3 separate regions of the Mus musculus genome follow, and regions 1 and 3 are each linked to region 2. The links are chromatin contacts, called in public Hi-C and HiChIP or PLAC-seq maps. All regions are on one chromosome and are shown on one strand. The core of a region is the stretch at or near the end of the contact, and the rest is flanking DNA. Distances in the headings are between cores, read along the strand shown.

Region 1 (2,886 bases), core at 149-2,648, 99 kb after region 2:
CCAATGCTAGCTGGCTCTACAAAGCAAGTTACATAACACAAACCAAAATCAAACCTAACCAACAAAGAAAAAAAAGCATATTGGTAGTAGTGCCTCCAAACAATTATAACCAAAGCAAAAGACTCCACTTGTTATCTAAGCTTTTAGTAAGCATCCCTCAAAAAATGCTGTTACTAAGTGTATTTCAAAGGTATTTACAAACTAATTTCTTAAGAAGAAAATATTTAAAAAACAATTACTATATTAAAAAGTAGAAAATATAAAACTGCATAGAAAATAATAACTTTGAATTGTATAACCCAGATATAACATATATTTGGTTGTATTTTTTTGTATTCATGGAGCACAAAGTCTATAAGGCAACTGAAACCACACAGACCAGAAAATCTTTTAGAATACCTTGGTACACCAGAAAAGAAGATGTCTCAGTAAAAAATATTTTTAAAAGATGAAGGGAGAAACTGGAAAGTAGAGAAACTCTTCCTCCCATATAATGCTCTAGGCTTGGCCTGCTGAAGGAAGGCGGAGTCAGAGCCTGCACACACCTTTGCTCTCTCGTACTGGTACAGTTTGACACTGGGGTAGGCTTTGATGCCGGCTTTCTGGCACGTCTGGGGGTAAGCCTGACAGTCCACTTTCCCGGCTCTCACTTTTCCTTTGATCATCTGAAAAACAAAACAAAATGAATTAACAGATCTTGCCACTTTCCAACATATTTCAAATATTTATATATTTATATAAAGTTTTTTTACTTTTAAAACTCGAGTTTTAATTCTTTGTATTCACACCAGATTGTTTCTACTTTTTTCCAAGCCCTTTAAGCTTCCACTGGCTGCCATTTGTCTAACATAAACAGCCACTTCTTCACGGGTACCTGGAGACTGTAACTCTGACCTCCCTAACTGTCCACTCACCGCACTTTGCCCACCACAGCCAAACATCTGTCTTTAATCCTAAGTGACATTCTTAATTGGGTGAACGGCTGAGCACACCACTTAGATTGTCTAGGTCAGAGATTCAGTCTTCCTAGAGCAGGGCGAGCCTTGCTCTTTTCGTGCCTTTGCAGATGGTCACAAAGGGGCTTCTCTGCAGAGCAGTGTTTCCTGTCATCGGCAGCATGCAGCCTGTCTCTGCTATATGGGTGTTCACCCTCCCTCATCGTCTATGAATGCGGTATTCTTTCCACTGATATATGTCAGCATTCTAACACAAGAACAGCTTTAAAGTCACTAGTGACTTGAGTTTGAGTTAACCAAATAGACAATTACCGGACTTCTTCCTGTGTGCTTTACGCTGCTGTCCACGCCTGCCTCCTGTCTTTCCTGACAGCATTTACAGGCCCTCCAGCCCCATCCTTTCCCAGAACAGGGAGCTCGTTGTTTACCTTCAGGTCACTCCATCCCACTCGTCCCATCTTTGGGTGTTTCCATGGTCACCAGTCTCTTAGTGAGATCTTCTATAACCCCATGCTGAAGAATCTTCCCTTCATTTGGTAATCTACTGACAAAGGGAACTGCCCTTTGTGAGCGCCTCAGGAGCACCTATACATAAAGTATCTGTCTTTTCCCTCTATGGTCCTTCAAGGCAGGAGCTAGCTGTACCCTCAGTTTCCTTTGCTTCGCCTATCTCTCACAAACATAAAGTTCTGCTTGTCCTTGTGGCTGTCGTGTGTCTGCCTTCTTTCTACCATCACTTTCCTCTACTGACTTATGGGAACCTCTCCAGCTCTAGGACAAGGAAAGCGTCTTTGCTTCCTCTGGTTTCTATGGCTACTGAAATAAACAAACAGGGAGACTAACTTAAGTTAGCAATTCAACTACAGGAATAACAATGTGCACATACACAAACACACACTCGGACCCTTGTAATCTGTCACTAAATACTTTTAATACTAGCAATTTCAAGGAAAGGGCAAGCAGTTTGAGGCTGGCCTGGTCTGCACAGGGGATTTCCAGTCAGCCAGGGTTATAAAGAGAAACCTGCCTCAAGAAAGACAGATAATAATTATAGAAACACATTTTTTAAATTGAGAGATATTTTTAAGAACTAAATTAAGAATTAGTTTACAATGTTTTAACCAATTGTTAAAACAAACACACATGTGTGTACAATTTATTTAACTAGACAACAATACTTACCCTAGCCAAGAGTTCAAACTCAGGAGCAAAATTCTGGCAAGGTCCACACCAAGGAGCATAGAAATCAACCACCCAGTGAGTTTTCCCTTGTAGAACTTTTTCATTGAAAGTCTGAGGTGTTAAATCTATGGATGCTTGGGGCAAAAATCTGCAGTAAGAGAATCAAACATTTTTTATTATACAAAAGCAAAGTAAGCATTCTACAGCAATACTGTAAGCATTACTGTAAGCATTACATACAGCAACACTGTAAGCATTCCTAAGTTAGAAATGGTTCAACCCTTGATAAATGCCATCCTTTTCCAAGTATTTTTGATGCCAGAATCCTTACTACATACACGAGAAGATAAAGAGCTGCAAATCAGTGTTAGACATCAACATGCACTTGAATCACTCACCCAAGACCCCAGCTTCTCAGGGAATACGCATCCCTATTCCAGCCATTGTAACTACTGAAAGAGGAAAAAAAAAAAAAATCAAGCTGTAAATAGTATTTCTATTACTGCATATGGTCAAGAAACAGTCTTACTGTAGGAATTAAAATAAAAATAGCTCTTGACTGGTTAATGTCACCTCCTATCTCTTTCCACAAAGTAAATAAGAGTTATATGACTTAAAATATATTTTTCTGTGTCTCTGTTCCTTTCCCCACCCTTAACTACTCAGGACTATACTTGCTTTTTGTGATTTCCCCATAGTAGACTCTTTTAGCTTTTACAGAGAAACCCATGGCTCAATTTTCACTTAA
Region 2 (2,700 bases), core at 143-2,642:
AGTTTATTTATTAATTAAATGGCTCCCTAGCCACCATCTGTTGTTGATTTCCTATGAAGTAGACACACTTCCTTCCGAAAACATTGAAGTCACAAACCGCTGGTAATGATCATTTTAGAGATAAAAATTCCATAAACTCAAGTCAGCCACTGACATTCCCTAAGTGCCATTGAGCCAGCGCAGGGGATTAAAGCCGTATCCTACTGTGTGCTCTGGGAAGTAGAGACAGACTTTATCTGCCTAGTATTGACAGCAGGGGGGTGGGCGGTGCGGAAGGCTGGGTAAATCAGGGCTGCTCTAGTGACGTCCGGCTTTGTTGTAGGTTTTGCCTCTGTGCTCCCGCTGTCTTCTGACACTGCAATCCCTCTGCTCAATGGTTTTCCTCTGAAGGGGCTCAGTGGTTGGGCCTCGGCAGGACTTCCCACGTACAATGCTCTTAAAGCCAGGGGGCAGCCGGGGTGGAAACAGGAGACTTCTGGGAGGCGTAGCCTGGGAGGGATCTGTTTTCTATTTTCTCCTCTGTATTGAACTCATCTGGATGGGAACCGTTCTCCTGTTTACTATTATCATTACCTGTGTGGGGTATTTTGCTTGCACGTTTATTTCCCCTGTTAGAAGAAACCGCCCGTGGGAAGAGTTAGATAATAAATGCAATTTTCAGTAAGAACACTCTGGGGGTGGGGGGCGGAATCCAAGTGCTTTAAAGTGGGCTCCACGCTTCGGTTTTAAAAAAGAAAAACTCAAAAGTTCGAATTCTACAGGGCAAAGAAAAACCCGGAAGGAAGCAGGGAGGGAGGGAGGAAGGGAAGGAAAGAAAAAAAAAGAAGGAGGGAAGGGAGGAATCACACCATTTCCACGTTTCTGTGGGTCTATTTGTTCTCTTGCGATTTCTTTCCCTTTGTGAGGGTCAATTTCTCCACGGTTATTCCAATCACAGACCCCCCGAAGTCATTAGTCCTGCCATTGCTCTTAGGAGGCTGCTATCTCTGCGACATGACATTTAAAGTGACTTTGCTCGCGCCTTCCTGTCTGACTTTCTGCAGGCGGAGGTGCGCTCGGGTTTGCTGTGAGGAAAGAGCTGCGGGCAACGAGGGACGGTGTGGGCTCGCGGGGCGGGATACAGGGGTGCGCATCTCTGTGGTGCGTTGAGACCGTTTCTCCCGTGGGGACCAAGGGTTCGTCTATGGATCCAGAGCCGGGGGTGGAGTGGGGAAAGGTGTGCGGCTCCTGTCGGGAGCTGCCTGGGGCTACAGCATCACAGATAGACAGGGTCTCACACTCCAGTCCCCTGAAAACTCAAAGCCTTCTCGGAAGGAGGAGCCGGAGGGCAGGGGACCGCGGGGCGGAGCTCTTGTCGGCCGAGGTGGGAAGGCGCAGCTGCGAGCCAAGGCGCTGACCTCCTCTGAGCTCCTCTGGCCGCTCGCAGGATCTTCCCGACCCTGCAGGACTTGGCAAACTCCCACCTCCGCTCCCATTAGTCCTCCCACCCCCACCAAATCTCCTCCCTCGGAGGTCCCCTATCCATCTCACTTTGCAGAATTTATCGCTTCTTCCAACACCTTTTTGCAACACCCCAGAACTCCGAGTCCCTTAACTGAATTTGACTTTTGTTTTTATTTCTCTCTGGCTTCCTCTTCTGCCCCCTCATCTGATTGATGTGCTAAGGCTGATGTCTCTGCCAGAGCGAGAGGAATAAATAGATGCTGCCTCGCCTAGAGGCTTAGACGCTTGGGAAGAGCAGCCGGCGCAGCGAGGCACCGGGCTCCGCCAAGCTAGTGGACCGGACCTGGGAGCACTTGGATCCAAGAGAACTGTGATTGTCCCAGGGGTGGGGGCAGCTCCCCAGGTCGTTGGGATCACCCCTCGGAACCGCAGGGGGAGACTTCGGAACGAAAGTGTCTCCCGCGTCCGTCGCTCGGCTGCGCCCTGCCCCATCCTGCTGGGACCATGGTCTGCTGCGGCCCGGGACGGATGCTGCTAGGATGGGCCGGGTTGCTAGTCCTGGCTGCTCTCTGCCTGCTCCAGGTGCCCGGAGCTCAGGCTGCAGCCTGTGAGCCTGTCCGCATCCCGCTGTGCAAGTCCCTTCCCTGGAACATGACCAAGATGCCCAACCACCTGCACCACAGCACCCAGGCTAACGCCATCCTGGCCATGGAACAGTTCGAAGGGCTGCTGGGCACCCACTGCAGCCCGGATCTTCTCTTCTTCCTCTGTGCAATGTACGCACCCATTTGCACCATCGACTTCCAGCACGAGCCCATCAAGCCCTGCAAGTCTGTGTGTGAGCGCGCCCGACAGGGCTGCGAGCCCATTCTCATCAAGTACCGCCACTCGTGGCCGGAAAGCTTGGCCTGCGACGAGCTGCCGGTGTACGACCGCGGCGTGTGCATCTCTCCTGAGGCCATCGTCACCGCGGACGGAGCGGGTGAGTCCTGAACTTTGCCCGACCTCTGAGAAGTTAGTTATTTGTCTTTATCGGCTAGCTTGCTTTCTGCGCTGAGCCCTTACCTTTCCCCTTAAGCACACTCCTCTACTGAATCCTATTCTTTTACTTAAAAGCAAAACAAAACAAAACAAAATTCACTTTTATCATTCTCCCAGACAAACGCAGTCTCTTCCAACAAGTGATCTGAGCGATCCATCCGTTCCCTACACTTCACACCCAACCTCCAAAGCGCCCCTTCCCTTCCCACTCTTTGC
Region 3 (2,903 bases), core at 307-2,806, 77 kb before region 2:
ATGGTGAATTGAATGATGAAATATATAGTTTATTATCTTCCTTTTTGTAATAGCATCTGAGTCTTGTGATTCTTCTGCCTTAGTTTCCCCAGTGCTGGGATTACAAATGAGTGCTACCATACCTGGCTGAATACAGTTTTATGCTTTATAAATAGAGATTTTAGAAGATTGTTCTTAAATCATAATTTTCTTACATTGTTACCAAGTATATATTTTATATGAACACATATAGTTTAATTTGAGTTGTAGAGAAAGCAACACACATCTACTTCCCCAGCCCTTATAGCAGAATAGGACTTTCCCTGAATTTTCATGTTTGTGTAAAGTGTTTTGTTGAGATCATGTCCTTGTGACCTGTGTTACTTCTGTCTTCTGCCCACCAGCGCCATCATATAGGAGATCGTAGCCTTTCCCTGTGCAATATGTTCCTGGATGAGATGGCCAAACAAGCTCGAAATCTCATCACCGATATTTGCACAGAACAGTGTACTCTTAGTGACCAGGTAATATTTTAAGTTTTTCAATTATTTCTTCTGTCAGTGTTAAAATTAACCTTAGAAAAACATCTATAGCTCTGCCAGGCGGTGGTGGTGCACACACCTTTAATCCCGACACTTGGGAGGCAGGGGCAGGCAGATCTCTGTGAGTTTGAAGACAGTTTAGTCTACACAGAGAAATCCTATCTTGGAAAAAAGAAAAGAAAAAAAGAAAGAAAACATCTGTGTCTCCATCTGTAAAACCTGCCCGTTTCCCAGATTGCTTGCAATATAAAACTTTCACTCTGGCTTCACTCTCAGAACCCCCTTAACAGCAAAAACTACTGTGTTTTTTTTTTTTTTTTTTTAAGATTAATTAATTTATTTTATGTGTATGAGTACACTGTAGCTGTCTTCAGACTCACCAGAAGAGGGCATCAGATCCCATTACAGATGGTTGTGAGCCACCATGTGGTTGCTGGGAATTGAACTCAGGACCTCTGGAAGAGCAGTCAGTGCTCTTAACCTCTGAGCCATCTCTCCAGCCCCAAACTATTCACTGTCTACTCTATGCTCTATTTTACAGTGTGCCCACTAGATACTGAACAGATCTGGTTTCTTCTTTGTAGGCCATTTACATAGTTATAGTGCCTGTTATATCTCACTCCATAATTGCCTGGTATGTTTTATTTGTCTTTTGAATAATAACTTGAATAAGCCTTAATACTTGAGTAAGTTTCCACCTCTGCCTTGCTGTATAGGGCCTGTGATCTAGATAGGTAAAATGCTCCCTGCATTTCAGCCCTCCTGGTTGCTCCTGGTAGCAACCCAGCCAAGGTAGCCTGCGGCAGTTTATACATTCCGAGAAGTCGGTGCAGCAGTATAACAGCCTTTTTACCCAATTTCAGTTATTGCCGAAGCATTGTGCCAAAACCATCAGTCAAGCAGTGAATAAGAAGTCAAAAAAACAGACGGGCAAGAAAGGGGAACCTGAAAGGGAAAAACCGGGTGTGGAGAGCATGAGGAAAAACAGGCTGGTAGTGACCAAGTAAGCCTTCCTCTTCTCCTGGGGACTCTGTGGGGACTCTTTCCTCGGCGCTGTTAGAACTGAGACGGGGAGAGGAAGTGAGGAGGTTTTATTGTCTAACCCTTACGAAACAAACAAAGCAGAACAGAAATCCTTGTACGTTTATCTGTTAGTACTATGTTCTACAATGCAGACTCACTGTGTCACTGCTGTGACACAGTACCCAGCCAGTGTAATCTAAGACGTTTATTTGGCTCACAGTTTGAGGGTACAGTCCTGGCAGGGGAGACAGGGAGGCTGGGGCCCTGGACTTTGTACCTGCAGCCAGGAAGCTTCCTTCTGACCGTATTCCCTGGGCTCCAGCTTGCTGAGTGACACTGCTTACAGTTACCTCTGTTAGCCCTCACAGACACACACACCCATGGGAGTTAACTAGGTGACTCCATCTGTCAAGTTGACAGTCAGTACTAACCGTCACATAGGTAACAGGTGGTATTGTCTTGATGTACAGAATACTGAAGGCCAAGAGTCTCTCAAATTCTCTGAGGCGCATTTTTAACAACTTCGTGATCCATAAGAATATGTCTGATACCATTATTTGAAAAAATAAATGTGCTAGCTTGTACTCACAGACATTAGTTAGCATTTTGATTGGTGGTTAGGAAAGCAGAGGTGGACAGTAATTGGGTGAATGTTGTTTGTTAAATGTTCTACCTGTTCCTAAGACGAAAAAGCCATTGCCCCTTTATAAACAGTGCCTCTGCTCCATAGCAGATTAACACCACCAGGAGGAAGTTATTGCTGCTGACGGCTGAATAAGCGCCTCTTCTTGTGGTGCTCAGTACATTTATTATTAGCCGAATGTAGAGGGATACAAACGATCCTGCTTAATATTTGCTTGAGTTAGATAGAAACCTTTTGAACTATCAGTTTAAGAATAAAAAAATAAAATTCTGCAGTGTTCTCTGTAAGTCTTGCTATTTTTATGAAATTGATTTGGAAGTACCTGTTATGAACTATCATGTAATTGTTATTTATTACTGTTTTTTAGCCTTGATAAGTTGCACACTGCACTTTCGGAGTTATGCTTCTCCATAAATTATGTTCCAAACATGGCGGTGTGGGAGCACACCTTCACGCCGAGGGAGTATTTGACTTCTCATCTGGAAATCCGGTTCACTAAGTAAGAGAGCACACAGACTGTTGCCACTGCTTCATTTAACAAGCTTGTGTTCGCCACCTGATGCCTATCCAGTACCAACTGTTACTAGCATTTCTGAGGTGAACTGGTGCACTGCATATCGCAGTGGGCCGAGAACCATGTGGAATAGTGAAGTGAGACTTACTGGGCAGCAGGTTCCTGCCCCACACTTACTGCTAGTTACCAACACTGACCATGT

What was found. Hi-C and Micro-C count contacts between places; a contact is called where the count stands out from the background. HiChIP or PLAC-seq counts read pairs in DNA pulled down with a chosen protein or histone mark.
Region 1: a contact with region 2 is called in an H3K4me3 HiChIP or PLAC-seq map of craniofacial prominence, with 5 times the contacts expected there. The contact joins the enhancer-like site here to the promoter of Frzb in region 2. A contact is called at or near these places in 8 of 39 promoter capture datasets (cancer-associated fibroblasts, cranial neural crest, embryonic stem cells and 5 more), 1 of 15 datasets of contacts at CTCF or cohesin (CD8 T cells), 35 of 484 Hi-C or Micro-C datasets (the G1E-ER4 cell line, the HL-1 cell line, Sertoli cells and 18 more), 11 of 115 datasets of contacts at active chromatin or transcription factors (bone marrow-derived dendritic cells, cardiomyocytes, craniofacial prominence and 7 more) and 3 of 9 other capture datasets (adipose tissue, embryonic stem cells and pancreatic islet).
Region 3: a Hi-C map of bone marrow-derived dendritic cells shows a contact between it and region 2, with 2.0 times the contacts expected there. The contact joins the enhancer-like site here to the promoter of Frzb in region 2. A contact is called at or near these places in 8 of 39 promoter capture datasets (cranial neural crest, embryonic stem cells, hippocampal neurons and 3 more), 25 of 484 Hi-C or Micro-C datasets (8-cell embryo, B cells, DN2 thymocytes and 15 more), 8 of 115 datasets of contacts at active chromatin or transcription factors (acute myeloid leukemia, bone marrow-derived dendritic cells, craniofacial prominence and 5 more) and 3 of 9 other capture datasets (adipose tissue, embryonic stem cells and pancreatic islet).

What each region holds. Positions count from the first base shown.
Region 1 is chr2:80,347,048-80,349,933 of GRCm38.p6, reverse strand. Dnajc10 (DnaJ heat shock protein family (Hsp40) member C10) reads right to left here. Exons shown (of 23, transcript NM_024181.2): 19 at 2,537-2,590; 20 at 2,139-2,286; 21 at 546-665. Among named protein-coding and RNA genes, the nearest start is that of Dnajc10, 33 kb to the right of the region's middle. Within about 2 kb of position 1,398, at least 19 of the 459 cell types and tissues checked have an H3K27ac peak or open chromatin away from gene starts, as enhancers often do. A contact at or near this core is called in craniofacial prominence, palatal mesenchyme, pancreatic islet and 1 more, where this site is marked.
Region 2 is chr2:80,446,088-80,448,787 of GRCm38.p6, reverse strand. Frzb (frizzled-related protein) reads left to right here and starts at 1,392. Exons shown (of 6, transcript NM_011356.4): 1 at 1,392-2,425. The coding sequence starts at 1,948.
Region 3 is chr2:80,523,159-80,526,061 of GRCm38.p6, reverse strand. It overlaps Nckap1 (NCK-associated protein 1), which reads left to right. Exons shown (of 31, transcript NM_016965.3): 18 at 384-503; 19 at 1,385-1,524; 20 at 2,555-2,686. Among named protein-coding and RNA genes, the nearest start is that of Gm24461, 34 kb to the left of the region's middle. Within about 2 kb of position 1,556, at least 25 of the 459 cell types and tissues checked have an H3K27ac peak or open chromatin away from gene starts, as enhancers often do. A contact at or near this core is called in bone marrow-derived dendritic cells, where this site is marked.